Regions from separate parts of the Mus musculus genome. Here region 1 is linked to region 2. The links are chromatin contacts, called in public HiChIP or PLAC-seq maps. All regions are on one chromosome and are shown on one strand. The core of a region is the stretch at or near the end of the contact, and the rest is flanking DNA. Distances in the headings are between cores, read along the strand shown. Region 1 overlaps Patj (PATJ, crumbs cell polarity complex component). Region 2 holds the start of Patj (PATJ, crumbs cell polarity complex component).

Region 1 (2,700 bases), core at 145-2,644, 300 kb after region 2:
AAGGGTTATTAAGAGAGCGTAGAGAAGGAGCGGGACATTGGCTCACCTGAAGAGTACTCCTCGCCCTGTGAGTGAAGAGAGCAAGGGGACCAAGAGGTTAAACCAAGAAATCTAATGTCTAAACAGTAGAAGTTGTAAACAGAAACACTTGAGAGAGGGGGAGAGTTGGGGAGGGGGATTAAAGAAATTTAAAAACCTATTCATCAGTGCACATATTAAATAATAAAAGAGTAGTGCCCACCTAGGCTTTACATTTTTAAGAGAAAAGCACTTGCTAAAAAGTGCTATAAAGAGCAAGGCATTTGAGTGCCACTGGCCTTTTTTTGAAATCAGTTTTCTGAGAGAATTACTTAAGATGCTGTCGCGCTGGACAATGTGAAAATCCTGGGCAGTGGGCACAAAGCCCATCAAGTGGAGCAGGGGGAAGGGCACATTGAGAAAACCGGCTCTGAACTAAGAAGGAGAAAACAGGGAGGGTTGCTCAGTGGATAGAGTACTTGCCATGCAAACCTGACAACACACGTTCCAGCCCAGATCCCTTAGTAGAAGGAGAGTACTGACACTTGAAAGTTGTCCCCTGACTTACACACGCTAATGTAAACAATAGTAATAAAATGAAACAGAGGAAATGAGGTGGTGAGTGAGTATCTAATATGCCTAACTGCCCTGGAAGTTTGCGGTGAACTAAAAATTGTAAAGCTGATCTAATAAAAACATTAAAAAAAAGCTGGGCGTGGTGGCACACACCTTTAATCCCAGCACTCGGGAGGCAGAGGCAGGCGGATTTCTGAGTTCGAGGCCGGCCTGGTCTACAAAGTGAGTTCCAGGACAGCCAGGGCTATACAGAGAAACCCTGTCTCGAAAAACAAAACAAACAAACAAAAAAAGTACTAGCTATATACTCTGGGAAATAAATTTACACCATAATCAAGGAAACATTAACATACAGGAAGTAGCAGGCTTAGTAAGAGTAGCATTTAGGCAAAAATTAAGTCATTGACCTTTAGGAGGTTTTTTTGTTTGTTTTGTTTTGTTTTTGTTTTGTTTTGTTTTTGTTTTCAGTTGTTGTTGTTGTTTGGGGACAAGTTCCTGCTGTGTAGCCCAGGCTACCCTCAACCTCTAACATAAGCTAAGGAAACCTAGTGCAGGGGATTCCTACAGAACCATGGGCGACCACTTGCCTCATGTGTAGAGAATGAGATAAGTGACCAATAGGGAAAAACTTGTTTTCAGTCTGGCTGCTCTGGAAAGACAGAAGGAAAGGATGTCCTCAGATCACCCCTACTCTCACCCTCCCCCACCCCACCCCCCATGGAGGGGACTATAGCTCACAGCCACAGTCAGGCCAGGTCCGTCTGGTTGATCATTGTCCGAGCACTGGTCATACAGAGTCTTATCAGGATGAGGCAATCGCCCCTGCCTGCCAGGGGCAGTTCTGATCTGCTGCACAGGATGCTTATCTCTATGGACTCCAAGGAGAGAATGACACAGAAAGAAATCAGGAGGGCAACGTGGCGTTTGTCAAGATGACATCAGGCTTAGAGCATTGACTGGAGACTTGGAGGTGCCGTTCTGGAGCAGGGGATTGTCAGGGGTGTGTTGATTATGTCTCCTGCAAATCTTGAAAAAAATACCTTTGCTATTCTTCTCTGGTGCCTTCAGCCTTGAAGGGGGAGGTTGCCAGAGGAACATCCTTAAATGATTAACATGTCTACTGTACAGAGTTAAACAGGAATCTGACCCAAAGTTGAAGGTAGCAGAGGAGACGCTGGAAAATGAAGACGTCATGACAAGCTTGCCACAGTTCCTCTGCACATCCACGGGCCCTTGTTAAGTCCCTGCTTTCAGCAGCAGCAGCTTGAGCCTTCCCTTCTCTCACAGATTAAACAGATACAGCCAAACACCACGTCCGAGACGTGGGTGGCCAGGATGCTTCCGTGGAAAGATCAGCTGAGTTACAGCTTTTGTTGGCCACCCACGGATAAGACTAGGTCATTTAAAAGTTTATCAGCGAGGAGTAGCAGCTTGCTTAGGAGACTGATCACAAACCAGCCTGGACTGTAGAGCTCCAGGCCAACCCAGGCTGCATAGTCTGTCCACCTGGTTTCAAAACCCAATTAATTAATTTAGCTAAACAACAAATAGAAGTAAAATTATGCTATTTAGGAATATGGAAACAAATACTGAGAGAAATTGCTAAAGAATTTGTCAGAGAGAAGGAAGGATGGAGGAGCAGACTTTAAAGTGCTGACTGGCGATTCTTACTTAGCCATCTATTTGGTCCGTCTATGCGTGCATGCGTGGTGGTCAGAGGACAGCTTAGAGCAGTCATTAATAGTCAGTCCCAGGGATTGAACTCAGGTGGTCAGAGTTGGTGGCAACCTTCATTCACTGAGCTGCCTAACCAGCCCCAATTTTTACTTTTTGTGGAGAGGAGTTGGGGAAACAGGTTCTCTCAATGAAGTCCTGGCTGTATTGTAACTCACTATATAGACCAGGCTGGCCTCTGACTCTGAGGTCCTCCTGCCTCTGCCTCCTAAATGCTGAGATTAAAGGCCTGTTCGGCCTGTGCCACCATGTGCAGCCCAGTATTGGCTTTCAAAACTAGGAAACATACATGGGAGGAAAAAAAGAGGGGTTTCTTGTTGTGGTGGTGTTTTTTTTTTCTTTTTGTTTTTTGTTGTTGTTGTTATTGTTGGT
Region 2 (3,101 bases), core at 422-2,921:
GATAGGAACTCAAACAGGGCAGGGACCTGAAGGCATGAGCTGATGCAGACAGCATAGAAGGATGCTGCTTAGTGCCCTGCTCAGCCTGCATTTTTAGAGAATCCAGGACCACCAGCCCAAGGATGGCCCCACCCACAATGGGCTGGGCTCTTCCCCATCAATCACTAAGAAAATGTGCTACAGCTGGATCTTATGTAGGCATTTTCTCGAGAGAGGTTCCCTCCCTTGAGATGACTCTAGCTTGTGCCAAGCTCCCATAAGACTAGCCAGCACTCACGGGCAAGAAAGCTAAGATACCAGCGTTATGTTTTCTTTATTTGTTTTTTTATTATGAATGGGGTTACTTTCTTGATTTCATTTTTTACCAAGCCCCATTGTTTGTTATGAAAAGCTACCGATTTTAAAATTTTATTCATGTACTGTGTATTTATTTTTGAGACAAGGTACGTCCTGATATCTACTTCAGTAGTCCAGGCTGGCCTGAATTCACTCTGTACCTTAGGCTGATTTTGAACTCACAGCAACTCTCTTGTATGTGGTTTTTTTGTTTTATTTATTTTTTTACATTTGTGTGTGTGAGAGGGCATGGGGGGGGGTGCTGGGGGAATATGGAGCTCAAAGAACAACTTGCTGTAGTAGGTGTGGTTTTTTCACTATATGGCTTCCTGGGATAGAACTTGAACACAGGCGAACAGACTTGGGCAGCACCTTCCTTTACCCACTGAGTCATCTTGTCCAGTCATCATTGATTTTCTACCTTTAATACTGACATCCACAAATGCCATTTTACTTGCTTCTTTTCTATTAGTGTGCCCTTTATTTCTATTCTTAGTGTGTTTTTTTTTTTTTTTTTTTTTTTTTTTTTTGAGACAGGGATTCACAATACTACTTGAAACCCCAGAGCATATAGGGATTAGAGGTGTGCACCACCACCCAGCCATGACCGCTGTTTGCTTTGGCATAAGTTTCCAATAGTATGTTGAACAGGACAGATGAAAATGCATATCTTCTCTTTATTCCTTACATTAGCGGGGAAATTACATACCTTCTTACAAGGCCTAACAAATGTTATTTCCCTGAAATTATCACACAGCCATGAAGTATCAAACGCATAACCAGCAAATGCCCTAGTGTTGCTGTTGCTTGTATTATATTCATCTTTTGAGGATACCATTTTATCTCTCATCCCTGTCAATCACAGTGCCTAATAGCACATTTATTCAGTAAGATATCTGATGATTGATTCTCTTTAGCCTTTGAGTAGCCTATATTAAATAATGTAAATGCTTATCATCAAAATTCTAAATAAGAAAGACACTCATAATTACCCTTAGGATGACTGGGACACAGATTGACATTTACGATCTTTTACATTGAGTCAGCAAATCTGGCAAACAAAAGGGACACAAGAAGGCTGGATCAGAGGGGCCTCGGGCTAGGGGCTAAGTGGACTTGTCGTTTGTTTGGGGTCTCGGTTTTGGGTCAGCGCTGGTGGCCCACAACTCTGTACCTGGACGCAAAGGCCTCCGGCCTCCTCTCCAGGGCTGGTCGCCCCACTCGTCCCCCGGACCCTTCACAGGCGCGCAGACGCCCGGGGGCTCGAGCCCCGTTCGCCCCGCCCCGCCCAGCCTCCGGCGAGGTGGAGAGCGGCCCAGGTGAGGAGGCGGCCGCACTTCCGTCCAGGTGAGGGCAGCAGCTGTACTTCCGCCAGGTGAGGAGGCCGTCCGTGCCCGCAGCCCCGGGGCTCCCACCCCGCCGTCGCCCGATCAGGTAACGCTCGCGGCGCACCGAGCAGGGATCGCGCGGGAGCCGCGTCCCGAGCCCACGGGCAGTGCCCTGGGCAGCTCGCAGGCCTAGCGGCGGCCTGCTACCCACCCAGCCAGCCAGGCGCGGACTTCCAGGCCCGGCTGGCCGGCCTGCGAGCGCAGCGATCGCGCGTGCTCGCGGATCTAGCGGCCCGCGGCCTCCCGCAGCGGGGCGGAGCCTCCCCGCGGTCGGTGGGAGGGAGGGGAGGGAGCAGAGGAACCGACCTGGCCTCGAGTGGGCCTCGCGTCCCTCCGGCCTCTCTCTGCTGAGCTGGGGAGGTGGCTCTTAAGTCTTTGGGAAAGTTAATGGATTCCTGCTGGGAATCAAGTTCTGGAACGCACATCTTTCCCACCTTTCGAATGCCCCACCCCTCCTTGGAATCTTCCCTGGACTGTTGTTCCCTTGTACTTTGCCTCCTGTGGACTCTTTCCACTTCTGCTTCGAATTCCTCTTGAACTTGTTTGTCTCGGCGGTCCAGAGGCCCCACCTTGCTGGGCCTGATTTCTCTAGATTGTCTTTAACCTGCATCTAACCTGTGGTCTCATCGTCGTGTCCGACGATTGTGTCTTCAATGAAGAAGCTTACGGGTATCTAGCATAATCTCAGTTCCTTTGAGACAGCTAGACCACATTCCAGGTCTGCGAGCCTTCCCCTGGCTTCCAATCCACCATTTATTTCTAGGGAGAGGTAGGGAGAGGTGGGATAAAAACTGGAATCTATTTATTTTGCAGAGTTAGAAAATGGGAGGTGAAGTTGTGACCTGCTATTTTAGGGCTCTAACGGCCTTTATAAGGTTTAATGAAATTTTAAGATACTTTGAACGTTAATAAATGCGGATGTGGAAGGATTCATCCTAATTTAGATGCTATTATTGGTGGCATATAGTGGACTTGTCATCAGAATAATGATTTGATTTAAAATTGAGTTGTATGAAGTTGTCACTCGAATTGAACTTCATCTTCATGAACTCTACTTACTGATTATTATTGGCTGGTGGGGAGGGGGATCTAATCTAGCACCACACACATACTGACTAGATGTGTCCCGTCCCTTGGTTCTACCCGCAGCCATTGAGCTTGTATGGAGCTAACATAAATTCATTGTAGGGAAAACAAGGGAATTTTCGAAAAAGGAATATAGCAAAGCAGTTGACAGGAAAACTGGAGGTGAACTTAGGTGAAGGTGGGAAAAGGAGGGGGATGAGAGAGGGGGAACAGGGTGTATGTGTGTGCACGTGGAAATGACCAAAATATATTGTATATCTCTCTGACATGGTCAAAGAATTAAAGGAAGAA

Evidence for each region. HiChIP or PLAC-seq counts read pairs in DNA pulled down with a chosen protein or histone mark.
Region 1: a contact with region 2 is called in an H3K27ac HiChIP or PLAC-seq map of extraembryonic endoderm stem cells, with 5 times the contacts expected there. The contact joins the enhancer-like site here to the promoter of Patj in region 2. A contact is called at or near these places in 9 of 39 promoter capture datasets (the 3T3-L1 cell line, 3T3-L1-derived adipocytes, cranial neural crest and 6 more), 1 of 15 datasets of contacts at CTCF or cohesin (the NIH/3T3 cell line), 2 of 484 Hi-C or Micro-C datasets (brown adipocytes and extraembryonic endoderm stem cells), 18 of 115 datasets of contacts at active chromatin or transcription factors (the NIH/3T3 cell line, astrocytes, cardiomyocytes and 11 more) and 2 of 9 other capture datasets (embryonic stem cells and pancreatic islet).

What each region holds. Positions count from the first base shown.
Region 1 is chr4:98,692,282-98,694,981 of GRCm38.p6, forward strand. All of the region lies in intron 42 of Patj (PATJ, crumbs cell polarity complex component), which reads left to right. Among named protein-coding and RNA genes, the nearest start is that of Gm35137, 5.5 kb to the right of the region's middle. Within about 2 kb of position 1,395, at least 21 of the 459 cell types and tissues checked have an H3K27ac peak or open chromatin away from gene starts, as enhancers often do. A contact at or near this core is called in extraembryonic endoderm stem cells and trophoblast stem cells, where this site is marked.
Region 2 is chr4:98,394,155-98,397,255 of GRCm38.p6, forward strand. It overlaps Patj (PATJ, crumbs cell polarity complex component), which reads left to right and starts at 1,672. Exons shown (of 44, transcript NM_172696.2): 1 at 1,672-1,770.